Linked DNA regions of Mus musculus: region 2 is linked to region 1. Evidence: chromatin contacts called from public HiChIP or PLAC-seq data. All regions are on one chromosome and are shown on one strand. Each heading gives the region's core, a stretch centred on a gene start, on an enhancer-like site or on the middle of the called end of the contact. The rest is flanking DNA. Distances are from core to core; before and after follow the strand shown. Region 1 holds the start of Prkch (protein kinase C, eta). Region 2 overlaps Prkch (protein kinase C, eta).

Evidence for each region. HiChIP or PLAC-seq counts read pairs in DNA pulled down with a chosen protein or histone mark.
Region 2: a contact with region 1 is called in an H3K27ac HiChIP or PLAC-seq map of CD8 T cells, with 10 times the contacts expected there. The contact joins the enhancer-like site here to the promoter of Prkch in region 1. A contact is called at or near these places in 1 of 15 datasets of contacts at CTCF or cohesin (CD8 T cells), 19 of 484 Hi-C or Micro-C datasets (CD4 T cells, CD8 T cells, the HPC-7 cell line and 9 more), 18 of 115 datasets of contacts at active chromatin or transcription factors (the 230-238 cell line, CD8 T cells, the SCID.adh cell line and 12 more) and 2 of 9 other capture datasets (adipose tissue and liver).

What each region holds. Positions count from the first base shown.
Region 1 is chr12:73,581,687-73,588,707 of GRCm38.p6, reverse strand. It overlaps Prkch (protein kinase C, eta), which reads right to left and starts at 3,912. Exons shown (of 14, transcript NM_008856.4): 1 at 3,183-3,912. The coding sequence starts at 3,545. LOC115488016 (collagen alpha-1(I) chain-like) reads right to left here and starts at 5,030. Exons shown (of 3, transcript XM_030247047.1): 1 at 4,941-5,030; 2 at 4,399-4,497; 3 at 3,573-4,278. The coding sequence starts at 5,030. The coding sequence ends at 3,613.
Region 2 is chr12:73,646,054-73,652,557 of GRCm38.p6, reverse strand. Prkch (protein kinase C, eta) reads right to left here. Exons shown (of 14, transcript NM_008856.4): 2 at 3,203-3,266. Among named protein-coding and RNA genes, the nearest start is that of Prkch, 65 kb to the right of the region's middle. Within about 2 kb of position 4,612, at least 28 of the 459 cell types and tissues checked have an H3K27ac peak or open chromatin away from gene starts, as enhancers often do. A contact at or near this core is called in the 230-238 cell line, CD8 T cells, Th17 cells and 5 more, where this site is marked.

The sequences.
Region 1 (7,021 bases), core at 2,663-5,162:
CGATCATAAAACTACTTAAGTTACTTGAGGAGAATTGGGCAGCTTCTGTCTTTTCGAGCTATGTGTGCATTTTGTCTGAGACACAGAGCTCACTGGCATAACATCGTTTGTAACACACCCGCATCCCCTTTGTACTGTAGGTAGGCTTTACAGCCCTATTCTCGCTCTTATTACAAGCGTAGGTAACCTGCATCGAGTTCCCTCTTATGACCGGCATTCAAGTTTTGAGGCTTATCAATTGAAAAATGGAAAGACTTGGCTTTTCGTTTGTGTGGAGTTCCTGTTGTCTACTTGGCCAAGTTCTGGTATCTTTACAAACGTCCTTATTCTTGGCTCCATTTGCTCTTCAGGTTCAAGGTGAAAACACAAATCTTCAACTTGAGGTCTTACCAATTTCGGTGTCTGGTATGATCCGTTTCCATTAAAGAAAAAAAAATTTACCTGCATCCCATTCATTTATCTTGTATATACTGAATAAAGTGGGTGTACAATTAATAAAAATGTAAGATGCTGGATTTGGCACCAGATATACATTTTGCTAAAATAGCTCTTTGCCTTTCTCCCACCACAGAACACCAACAAACTCATATTAAATCCAGAATAACTGGTTACCATCTTCATACTTGGAAAGTATCTGGGGCAATGAAGCATAGAGAGGTTCAGAGTCTATTCTAATGAGAATAAAAAGGCTGCTTTATAATGAACTCATGGTTACATCCCTTTCTTAGGCTCCAGCAGTTGCTGGATTTTTTTTTTTTTTTAGGTCAGCAATTTGTAGTTCCACTACAACCAGAATAATCTTTACTCTTCCACTTGAACTGTGAACAAATTATGCATTTGAATTTGATACACAAATGCATTTCTACAGTCTGTAAAAGATAATTTTGAAGAGTATTCTTAACAAGAAAACATTCTAGTCATACTATCCTCGGTTTCAAAACACAGCCACACACACACACACACACACACACACACACACTGACAGACATACATACCATCTAAATGAATATACAAATTCATGAGGAATCACCGGCATCATTTAAATGCTGGTCCTATTCTACCATTAAATTTCCCAAAATGCCCCTAGTGGGCCCCATTAACATCTAGGCAGAATGTTAAGCAATATAGATCTTTGAACTTTAGTTCCCATTTAAATCTTCATTCATCTCCTGCAACAATAAACAGCTCCATGCCCTGCCTAGCTAACCCTACTCATAGCTCTCTTTTATCATAGCCTCACGTCTAGGTCTTCCTTTATGCTCATGTTCTCAAACCTAACTTTTTTCTGTCAGCTAGGAAGTCTCTAAGTACTGATGCTGGAGGCCCACGCCCAGAGGCTCCTCTCTAGTTTATTTAAAAGTAGAGGTGTTTAAAAGCTCCCACGGAATTCAAATCTTCAAGCTAATCTAGACTGTCTCCAGCAGGACATGTTTATCATGGCTGATGACCATCCTGTACCACCACACTCCAGTACCTAATTCCTCTAGAGATTTGCCCAGCCTAACTCCTAACCAAACACTAACTCAGAATTCACTTGCTCAGTTCAATTCCATGTCTGGAAATTCACAGACAGACATGTAAACTTATTCAGGGAAACTGAGGTAAAAGGTTTGTCCCAAGATCAAGTCAGCCTGGGCTACTGTGTGAGACTCTGTCTCAAACCAACAACAAAGTTAACTTTTAACTTTATTTAATCAGTTTCCATCTAGCCCATTACTAAATTCCAAAGAAGGAGAAGAAGAAGAAGAAGAAGAAGAAGAAGAAGAAGAAGAAGAAGAAGAAGAAGAAGAAGAAAGAAGAAGAAGAGGAGGAGGAGGAGGAGGAGGAGGAGGAGGAGGAGGAGGAGGAGGAGAAGAAGAAGAAGAAGAAGAAGAAGAAGAAGAAGAAGAAGAAGAAGAAGAAGAAGAAGAAGAAGAAGAAGAAGAAGAAGAAGAAGAAGAAGAAAGGCCAAGGTGAAATTAACCCCATAATTTGAGTCATGGGTTTGGTTTTTTTTTTTTAATTTCTATTTAAAAGGTGAATTTTTACAAGCCTTCTGTACTATTTCAGAATATATGGTGAAATTAACAACACTTCAAAGTATAAAATACATATATCCATGAATCTTTGTCACTGTCCATCTGGTTCTGCCACTTGTGAATTTCAAACAGATTCTGAATAGCGATTCACCTCGGGTTCCAAGCCCACTCCTGCCAGAACTGAGACCATTATTAAACTCTAGAGTCTTTACCACACACTACACTTTGCCAGACCACTTCGTTGTAATTATCATTTCAGTGTCTCAGAGTGAGCACAATAACCCCGGCATCACAAAGACAGCGTGAGGATTAAGACATATGGGCGTTCTGGCGCTGTGTGAGGCACTCGAGAAATTTACAGTAAAAATTCTATCTCCAGGGAACTATGGGAATGGCAGCAGCATATAAGAAGTTGCGGGCAGCTAAAGGTCAACGCAGAGGGAGGAGACCCAAACCTAAGGTGTCTTGGCCACCTCTTCTCAGAGGAATAGTTTGGAAGCACCCATACACCCAGGCTGACTGAACTTAAGAGCAAACAGAGAAGTTTTAAACCTCTCACCCCACCACTCCCGCCTCCACCCTCGCCCCCAATCCCCAAGGGAAAAGCTAAACAAAACTCTGCCAGGGTGCAAAGCCATGCACTCACTCTGATCCCTGCCAGTGTAGCTTTTGTACCTCTGGGATGTAATGGATGTGCATGCTGAAACACGTGTGCACGTCTGTGTGGCTGAACCAACATGCATCCATAAACACTATGAATAATACTCGCGAGAATGTATGGCTTTCTCCTAAGAAGTGTTTGAAGCACTTGATTCAAACCATATCCCTTTCATATCGCCCTTTCTCTGCTTTTCTTTATATGAGAGTTGTGATTCCCAAACCCCCTACCCCGGGAGGAGGGGGATGGAACTCTGTATCACTATTGGGCTTCCCCTAAGTGCAAAGTCCAGGTCCACAAAGAGGACGGATTCCCAGAGTCCCACCTGCGCCCGCATACACCCACGGCTGTCGCGTCAACAGTGCAGGCCACCTGGGAAAGGACCGAAGTCTAGAGGGAATTCCTTCCCCTGCAGGGCGATGAGGGAGCGGGACTCTGACGAGTTTCGAAAATTAAAAGGAGGGAAGGTCCAGCAGACATGGAGGAGTGAGGCGATCGCTACTTACCCAGCCCTCGAAGGTGTCCGAGGTACCAGCCGTGCGCAACAGCTCCTGGAACTGCAGCGTGCAGTTGGCCACAAAGTGGTCATAACCCAGGGGCGTCTCGTGGAAGACGGCTAGCTCCAGGTGGCCGCCGTCGGTGACATTGGCGCAGAACTCCTCGTTGTAGGTGGGTTTGTTGGTCTTCTGCTTTGTGCTGGTCTGGCCCACGCGTACCTGGTCTACGCTCACCGTCAGGTAGGGGTCCAGCAGCTGGTGGCCCTTTTTGAAGAGCGAGTGCCGCAGGGACCAGCGGGTGGGCTGCAGCCCTACAGCCTCTCCGATGCGGACCCTCAGATAGCCATTGAACTTCATCGTGCCGGACGACATGCCGGCGCTGCTGCCGGAGCCCCGAGGGGGCCGCGCTGGCTGGCACTGGGGAACCCGGAGCCCGGGCTCAGGGCAGTCCTCTCCGCTGCCACGGGCGTGGAGGCAGCTCTGGGAAGAAGCAGCGCCCGAGCCCCCTGCGACCGGCCATTCCGCCTCCTCGGAGGGATCTTCCCCTCCCCTCCTTCCCTCCCGCCCTTTCTCCTGAGGTGGAAAGGAGGGGAGCCGGGCTCCGAGCCCTCGGCGGGCTGCTGGGCTCCCGATCGTCCTTCTGGAGCGCGCGGGGCTCGCCCCTTCTCCGGGGCCGGCCAGATAGTCTCCCCGGAGAGCAGGAGCGACCCGTCCGGCTAGCTCCAGCTTTGGCGTCTCTGCCCCCGCCTCCGCCCGTTCCTCCTGCCCCCGCCTCCGCGGGCTCACGCTCTCCCCCACTCGGTGAGCTGAGAACCAGGAAGCAGCAGCAGCAGCAGCAACCGCAGCCGCATCCCGGCCAGAGCCGCGCGCCGCCGGGCTCCAAGTTCTCAGAAGCCCGGTGCGGGCTGCCACGCCTTCCGGACCCCGGGGGCGTGGCGCACCGCGGGCAGCACCGCCTTGAGGGGTGGGTGCCGGGGTTACGCGGTGAAGGGGGCCCGCACTCCCCACTCACCCCAGGGGCGGTTCCCGCCCTGAGTGCTCGCGGATCCCTGCTCCCGGTGGCCGGGTTGGCGGTGCGTTTCGGGCTGGAGGCTGCCCTAAGGGGCTGGACAAAAAGAAAGGATTCCAGGCCCACCGCCAGCAAACACCTGAGGCGTGGGAGACAGCCGGGGAGAGAATTGGCAGGACGGGTGGATGCGGAAAATCAGCAGCAGGGAGTTCCTACCTCCCACCCTAAGTAGTGGCCTGGAGACCCTGCCGGAGGGTGACAGAGCCCTAGCCAGAGGCGGGTGTTCTGTGGGGAAGGGGAGGTCCCTTTCCTAATCTTTACCGGAATGGGTCATCCCAGGTTCAGCTTAGACTCATCCTGTTTATGTGCCTTTTCGGCAGAGAGTAATTAGTTGTTTTGTTTGCGTATTTTTTTAATAGGGCAATGGTAATGATGGAAATCCTGTACTCCTTCCTGGGAGAGGTGTGTCACTGCACAAAGAGCAGGAAAGATTGGTTCTGCTGGAGACTGACAAGGCCAAGATGTAATAAGTCCCTTCCTCCGCAAGAGGCGGTTTGCTGGTCCACCTAGTCCTGCATTATAAGGGCAGCAAAGTGTTCACATGCGCCACCCTGACACACAGTGGCTTTCAGCTGCCTCTTCTAGGAACAAACACTCTAGGTTGTTATTGTCAGAGTGGGCAGACCCTAAGTTTACCCATCTCGTGACTTCTACAGGTTTTGTCTCCTAGGAACACCTTTTGGTCTAATCCATTCTACCATAAAGCTTGCTCCCTGAGGGCCAGCCGCAACCAATATGTCTCCTATAAAGTCCAGGCCATTCTTAAGACGCTTAAGGACGCTCACCATACTCGTTCTTACTGAACAGGCTGGTTGGTCGTCTGTCCCCTTTCTAGCACATGGTTTGGCTTGCTGAGAAGGTTCTGGGCAGTTTCTCATTAGGGAGTTGAGACCTCACCAGTAACAGCTTCACACTATAGGATGAGATGGAGAACAATGGGCTGGCCGGATGGGCCTCTCTTGGAAATACCAAGGCTTCCTGAAAGAGTGGGGCAAGGAAGTAGAGGGTCACTTCAGTTCAGGCAGAGCTCTCCAAAGTGTGCTAGCAACCCGTTTGTAGAGGTAGAGTCGGCTGGGTGAAAGCAACTCTGACTTCTTCCCTAAAGAGCTGGACCTGGCTCCTCCAGAGAGCTGCCGGTTCGCCTTAAGAACCACGAGGGCTCCAAACTTTGTCTCTGCAACTCCTTCCGTGGATATTTTATTCCCTATTCTAGGGAGGAATGAAGTATCCACGCGTTGGTCTTCCTTCTTGATTTTCTTGTGTTTTGGAAGTTGTATCTTGGGTATTCTAGGTTTCTGAGCTAATATCCACTTATCAGTGAGTGCATATCAAGTGACTTCTTTTGTGATTGGGTTACCTCACTCAGGATGATATCCTCCAGATACATCCATTTGCCCAAGAATTTCATAAATTCATTGTTTTTAATAGCTGAGTAGTACTCCATTGTGTAAATGTACCACATTTTCTGTATCCATTCCTCTGTTGAGGGACATCTGGGTTCTTTCCAGATTCTGGCTATTATAAATAAGGCTGCTAAGAACATAGTAGAGAATGTGTCCTTAACATGTTGGAGCATCTTCTGGGTATATGCCCAGGAGAGGTATTGCTGAGACAAAAGAATGGACCATCCAGAGACTGCCCCACCCAGGGGTCCATCCCATAATCAGCCACCAAACGCAGACACTATTCTATACACCAGCAAGATTTTGCTGAAAGGACCCTGATATGGCTGTCTCCTGTGAGGCTTTGCCAGTGCCTGGAAAATACAGAAGTGGATACTCACAGTCATCTATAGGATGGAACACAAGGCCCCCAATGTAGGAGTTAGAGAAAGTACCCAAGAGCTGAAGGGGTTTGCAACCCTATAGGTGGAACAACAATATGAACTAATCAGTACCCCAGAGCTCATGTCTCTAGCTGCATATGTAGCAGAAGATGGCCTACTCAACCATCATTGGGAAGAGAGGCCCCTTGGTCTAGCAAACTTTATATGCCCCAGTACAGGGGAATGCCAGGGCCAAGAAGTGGGAGTGGGTGGGTAGGGGAGCAGGGCGGGGGCAGGGTATAGGGAACTTTCAGGATAGCATTTGAAATGTAAATAAAGAAAATATCTAAAAAAATAACATAAAATAAATATGTGGAAAAAAAAAAGAACCATGAGGGCTGCTGTTCATCTTCTGCACTCTAAGAAGACTATCTCCAAATGAAGAGGAGCTACACAGCTGACCTGGGGTTGGGGTTGAAGGAACACCAGACATTTCACATTCACCCTACCAGGCACTGGGGTGGGCAGCGGCAGGACAGCCAAGTGTCTGATACTCCTGTAGGACCTAGAAACAACCAGCAGAAACATCACATGTGGCAAGTGTTGGAAAAGAAAGGGCCAGGGGTCCTGACACGTGTAATCCCTGTGGATAGATGATGTCCTCTGAAGAGGTAGGCAGCAGGGATGGGTCAGACTCTCGAAGAAGCAGCACAGTTTGACCTGTCTGGAGAAAAGACTGGGTAGCTGGAGACAGGAAAGATGAAAGTCAAGTGGGTAAGAGAATGCTGCATAGGTAGCCACACTGCCAGACTGAGGCTGGGGAGGAGACTCAAGAGAAAGGCTATGGACATTTCCTATGAGCAATCTCAGCAGCCCAGGAAGCTGTTAAGCAGAGCCAAGGCAGGGTGAGATTTATGGATTTAAAAATATTTCTTGGGCCATGTGGCCAGTCTATTGAAAAGAAGACGCCTGGGTGGAGAGGGTCCTGTGAGAAGGTTGCTGTTAACTGGGATT
Region 2 (6,504 bases), core at 3,363-5,862, 63 kb before region 1:
AAACTGTACGTGTCCCTGCAGCATTGCAAGAAGGCGAGAACCTCACCCACTCCTCTTCTGGCTTCTTTTCCAACTTCTGGGTTTCCCTGTACCACGGCCGGTACGTAGAATATCACATTAATTTTATTCCACTGAGCAAAGAGTAAATTCATCTGTCCCGGATTCTCCATGTCCAAGATAACAAGCAAAAGAAAGGTTTCTGCTCTCAAAGGAACTGTAACCAATTTGCAAGACATCAATGCTGAATATGCAAACAGACTACATGCTTTGAAATCTCCTGAACTGTAGCTGCGCAAGGGAGACCCAAGATGTCCTGAAAATATGGAGCAAAATACTAAAAAAGTTAAAAAGACTTAAAATCCTCAGGATTTTCGATGAATCACCAGATTGCCTTTGCTTGTTGAGTACGTATTGTGCCCCAGGACTGTGGAATTTGTCCTGAACGAAGCAGAACAGTCCCATTCTTGAAAAGTTCCATGACTTTGGGTTTGTGTGTGTGTGGAGGGGGGGGGGATCAGCTAGTGACGTAAGTACTTGCTAGAAAGATGAAGAGGAATACAAGAAGACTTGTACGGGATACTCTCAGAAAGAAATAGCACTTGCCAGAATGTAACAGCCTCTCCTACCATTTTTTTGTTGTTGTTGTTTTTTTTGTTTTTTGGAGACAGGGTTTCTCTTTATAGCCCTGGCTGGCCTGGAACTCACTTTGTAGACCAGGCTGGCCTGAAACTCACTTTGTAGACCAGGCTGGCCTCGAACTCAGAAATCCGCCAGCCTCTGCCTCCCGAGTGCTGGGATTAAAGGCGTGTACCACCACGCCCGACTAAAAATTGGCTTCAAACTTTCTGGGGTTTTTTTCTCCTACCATTTTTTAAGAGCTGAGAGATGCCAGAACTAGAAAAAGCTTCATTTGATAAAGTCAACCAGTCAAATATCTGCAGCTAAAGAGCCTCGTGCTTAAAGATTTACCATGTTAAGAAAAGAAAAATATGATAATGATGGTGCATGCCTGTAACTCCAACTACTCCACAGGCTGAAGCAGGAGGATGGCAAGGTCTTCCTCCTTAGAAAGGGTAGGTATGAGACCATGATTTAGGTCACAGTAGCCTCGGGATACCATGAGGGCATTTAAAGGGGCATAAGTGTATAAAATTGTCTATTCACAGACGATATGGTTACTATACAAGCATATGCAAACATTTATTGGAAATAGTAGTGAATTTAGTAATTAAGCCATGGCATATAAAGCTAATGTACAAAACATAATTTCCATACACTAATTTTAAAATGAAATTCTTAAAATTCCATTTCCAACATCACAAACCTTAAAGTAGTTAGCAATAAAAAAAAATTAAAGCACAAGCAAGCTCTATATTGAAAATTATACAATACCAATAATACTAATTATTCAAAGCCATTGTGTGGAGAGATGTGCCATGTGGAAGACACTTATGAATAAGCTGCCAATTCTGCTAAAACTGATCTAGACAGCCATCATCTCAAATTCAATTTAATATCCAGAAGGTTCCTGTATGGAAATGATAAGCCGATGCTGAAACAGAAATCAAAATTCAAAATACTATGACCAGCTAATTATAACCTTAAATTCTAAGGAAGCACTAGCAAAGGTGACTTACATCTTACTGCAAATGGACAGTGGGCACAGCGTGTGCCACTACCCAAACACGCCCAAACATCAACATCCAGACTAGATAAGAGAGATGGGCCCACTCACGGGATCAACTGACTTCCAACAAAAGTTCTGTGGCGGGCCAACGACAATGGGGAGCTTTTACTAGTGTCTGTGAATATATTCTGAATTCCTGCTATATCACAGACGTTAAGGTCACACACTGGCTTCAACATAAAGTTGCAACATTAAAAAAACAAAAACAAGCAAACAAACAAACAAAACAAAACAAATCTCTGTGACCCTCCATGATAGACCTCATAAAGAAGACACAAAATGCTCAAAGTATGGAAGATGATGCTGACACACTGGGCTTTATTGTAAATAAAATCTCCTAAATTAAAAAAAATGGCTAAATTAAAAGCTCGGCAGGTTGAGGCAGAAAGGAAGATAAGTTTAAAGGTTTACCTGGACACTCAGTAAGATCCCATCTCAAAAAGAGAAGATGGGGAAGGGGCTATGCAAGAGCTGGGTGTAGAACACTTGCAGAGTACACACAAGACCCCAACGTCACTTCAGTTTCCAGGAGGAAGGAAAAGGGGGCAAGCAGAGAGGAAACTGAGACAAACAGTTGTCGTTTGCATTTTCACAAAGGCCCTCCATTCATAAGGCATAAGAACTTCCGTAAGCTGTATTAAAGGCAATTCCATCTAACTGGGGGGTTTGCGGTTGTCTCCATGGCAGAGTGACATGGAATACGATTGACAATAAAGATGAAATACTGAGATACAATGATGAATGAATCCATAAGAAATGATGCTAAGAAAAAGACACTAGACCCCCCAAAAAAACACACTATAAAATTCCATTTACACAAACTTCTAGAATGGGCAGAAATACTTCATGGGAATGAGACTGTATTATACGTCTTGCCTTGGGCCACAGGGGTGACCAACAGGAAGCACAGACAGAGAACCTTCTGAAGAACTGGACTGCAGAGCTGAGTCATTGGCTTATTTGCTGAAATTCAAGTTATTCACATTTGATCTTTCGTTTCACCATGTATAATTTTTTGCCTCGATTTTTTTAAAAAATGGCTTTTGGTTTGTGGGGGACAGTTTAGTAGCTGTCTGCCGAATACTAAAGCACAGAATTGGTTAAAGGATAAGAATAAAGTGGAGATTATGAAAAAGAGAACGCGAATCGCAAATTTCTTTTGGGGGCAAACCAAAAGCCTAGCACAAGACGCTAGAGTACAATACAACAAGTGTGACTCCAAAGAAAGAAAACGATCCAGCAGTTTAGCTAGGATGACAACGGGTAAGAACCGAGCCGCAGTGGACATGATAACAAAATTAACCGATCCACAATAGACGCTAACTTGTGGATCTGAACCAGTAGCCTGCCGGGCCACAGAGCTCACTCAGCTCAATTTACACTGTGGTTTTAAAGCATCTTTCAGGAAATGCTCCTGTTATAATTTCCATCGATAGACATTCCTCTTAATCATGTGCCAAAACTACACACACACACACACACACACACCAGAAACCACTCACAACTTGCTCTTACCTTCAGTGAAACTCCCTGTTAGGGTTATTACCACAAACACTTTCCCCTCAGGCTCCAGATCCACCTAGAAAGAGAGAGAAGCACATTATATTTTAATATTGAATTACTTTTTGTGACTCTTGAATAATTCTTTACGAGATGGCCTAAATGCATAAATCACAGCCACACAAATCCAAATGTGTTTCACTGTACAGTAGAGACAAAGAAATAAGCGAAATCTTGAGGAACAAACGGTCAAGCTTGGAAACTACGTACTCAGAACGCCCTTCCTCTTGAATTGCCTTCTCTCCCTCCTTTACCTTACTTGATGTGAGGCAAAAGCAAGCACATATTTGCTTCATGCTTTGGAGCCACCGTATTGCTTATCTAGTGGGAGCCTCACGTAACTAAACTACATGGCAAGTAAGTGGGCTGGAGGAGCAATGTCAATGCATTGGCCCATTCAACTTCAAAGGCCTAGTTTCATGGAGTCAATTGTACAGAGTCTCCGTCTTTTGATACCCGTCTAGTCCATGACAAGGATTAGTTACTCTTAACTGCTCAACAGCCATTGAAGTTAGCTATCAGCTGAGGCATCAAGACATGTACTCTAAAGACCCTCATACAGCAGGGTACCCAGAATGGAACTGCAGCATCCCCAGATACCTGAGCTGGCATATTCTAACCTCTCTGTCCACCCACATTTCAAAATCCTGCAACATGAGATGCTTGTGGATTTAAATGCATGCATTTATGAATGTCCTCAAATAGATCTTTCAGATTCAGCTCACGGCTCCATTCCTGACTCTGACCTTTCACCTACAGTAAGCCCATTTAAGTATAGACTAAGTGTAGCTAAGTATGACTTATGGGGCAGAATAGAACTTTAAATAAGCTGCAAATCTCATGCTACAACAGAGGACCCCTGCACTGAAGGACTGCATGACTCTACTGAAGGTGGCTCTGGAGTGGCCCCAGTCCTCCACCCCCAGAGCCTCCCTGTTCTCTGAGACTTTGGGGGGAACAGCATGAGGCATTTCTGGCCTGGCTGCCATCAGAGAACTTAACAGTGCTACCTATTGCTTTTACTGTACCTACAAGTAAACACAGATCCCTCAAGGTGGCCTGGTCTTTCTCTTACTTCACTACCATATATATTTTATTCTTAGATCACGCTCCAGTCAGACACCTTTCATAATGCAATGTGCTTTGTACTCTCTGAAGTCTTTACCTCTCTATTGTGGCAGCCAGTTCTTAAACTCTGCCTTTCTCTGCACAGAATCTGTGTCCAGTAAGAAGCCCACCTCATACATCACCCCCATGCTCAACTTAACCTGCTGGTGTCTCATGATGAACGCTAACTTACAATGTCATGTCACCTACCTTGACGGCACTTGTGAACCTCTATTGAGTGGTTCTGAAAATAGTCTCTCTGGAGAGATGACTAAACAGGATGTCAGTGTCTAATTGTCTCCTCTCTCTGCCTTGACTTGTTTCAAGTCAAAAAGATGTTATTTTTAAAAGCCACTCCCTCACTTTCAGCAAAGAGGCCTGACAAAGAACTCACACTCAACCTCACAGCACAAACTGCTGCTAGTGCTGCTACAGCCACTGATAGCCTGCAGACAGACAGACTACCAGGCTACCTCTGCCATCCTACACCCACAACCAGCAAGTGAGCCTTTGCCAACAATGCCCAGAGGGCCCACAAAGATGAGTACCTCATCTCAATGGGCTAGGAGCTCTCTGACAGATGTCAGGAAACCATACCACCCAGAATCAGGTGCTTACACACATTGAATAGGCTTGCCTCCTCCTCATTCTCTAGCATGATGGGCATCATGAGAGGCCAGATTCAAGCCCCATCTTCAAGCTTTGTCCGTGGGAAGCAGATGTGCTAAGACAGGGGACCTAAGTATGAGGTTTCAAATTGTTAAGCCAAGACTTAATCACAGGTATGGGAAAAACAAGTAAATGGATTGTATATTGCAAGGGACTTTTTAAATAAAATCAAACAGGACAGAAAGTATAAACACAAGTGTTAAAGAAGAGTACTGTTTTGTAAAACTTTGTGTATACATGTTCCTTTGTGTGCACGCATGTGCATATGGACACACATGCATACATGTAGATATGCAGGTCAGAGACCAACATGGGGAGCCTTCCTGCTCTCTACCTTATTATTTGAGACATGGAGCTCATACCTGAGCTCTAAGACCTACCTGTCTGCCCACTACAGATGCGCCAATTTTTATGGGGCGCTGAGGATCAAACTCAGGGCCTCATATTCGTGAGACAGGTAGGTACTTAACTGATTAAGCTACCCTCCCAAGCCCCAGTTTCATGATGTTTTGGTTTGCATTTTTATATGCATGTAAGATTTCAATGTAAAGGTGCATTCGTTTTAAATTAATTTACTGATTTACTTTGTATCTCAACCACAGTTCCCTCTCCCTCCTCCCCTCCCAGTCCTCCTCTCCCCACCCCCCTGTCCACTCCTCTTCTCTTTCTCTTCAGACAAGGGGAGGCCTCCCATGGGTATCAACCTGCCTTGGCAAATCAAACTGCAGTAAGACTAGATGCATTGTCTCCTACTGAGGCCAGAAGAGGCAACCCAGTAGGGAACGGATCCCAAAGGCAGACAGCAGATTCAGAGACAGCCCCGGCTCCTGCTGTGAGGAGTCCCACATGACGACCAATCTGCACAATTGTTAAGTATGTGCAAAGAGGCCTAGGTCAATCCCATGCATGCTCTCTGGGACCCTATGAGCCCAGGTTAGTTGATTCTATGGGTTTTCTTGTGGTGTCCTTAGCCCCTCTGTCTCCTACAGCCCTTTCCTCCCCCTCTTCTTCAGGATAAAGATGCTTTCTTTACTGTGTTATAGAGACATGTGAGATCATAGACCTGGAAAGACAAGATGGGCTGTTGTCACTTAATTCCTGGTGTTTGCTTTGATGTCCCCACTGCTAGCTGACTGCCTACATCAACAACAGGCCCGCTTTATTACACTACTCCACAGGAAGCTCTTTCTCTCAGAGCAGAGATGTACTGAGATCAATAATTTCCACTCACTGACTCTAGCTCTGTCCACCACAGCTTTAATGGAAACTGTCTCTCTAGACCATGATACATACTGCAACACCTAGAGCAGCTCTTGATCTTTGGTCCAAACATTCAGCTGGGACCCCCACCCAAATTACAGGTTGCACATATGACCAAGGATTAATCAATCAAAGCACAAGTCCCTACACCCGGATTGATGGACTGTGATGTTTAGCAATGCCACCTTGACAGAATTGAGAATCACTAAAGAGAACAAGCC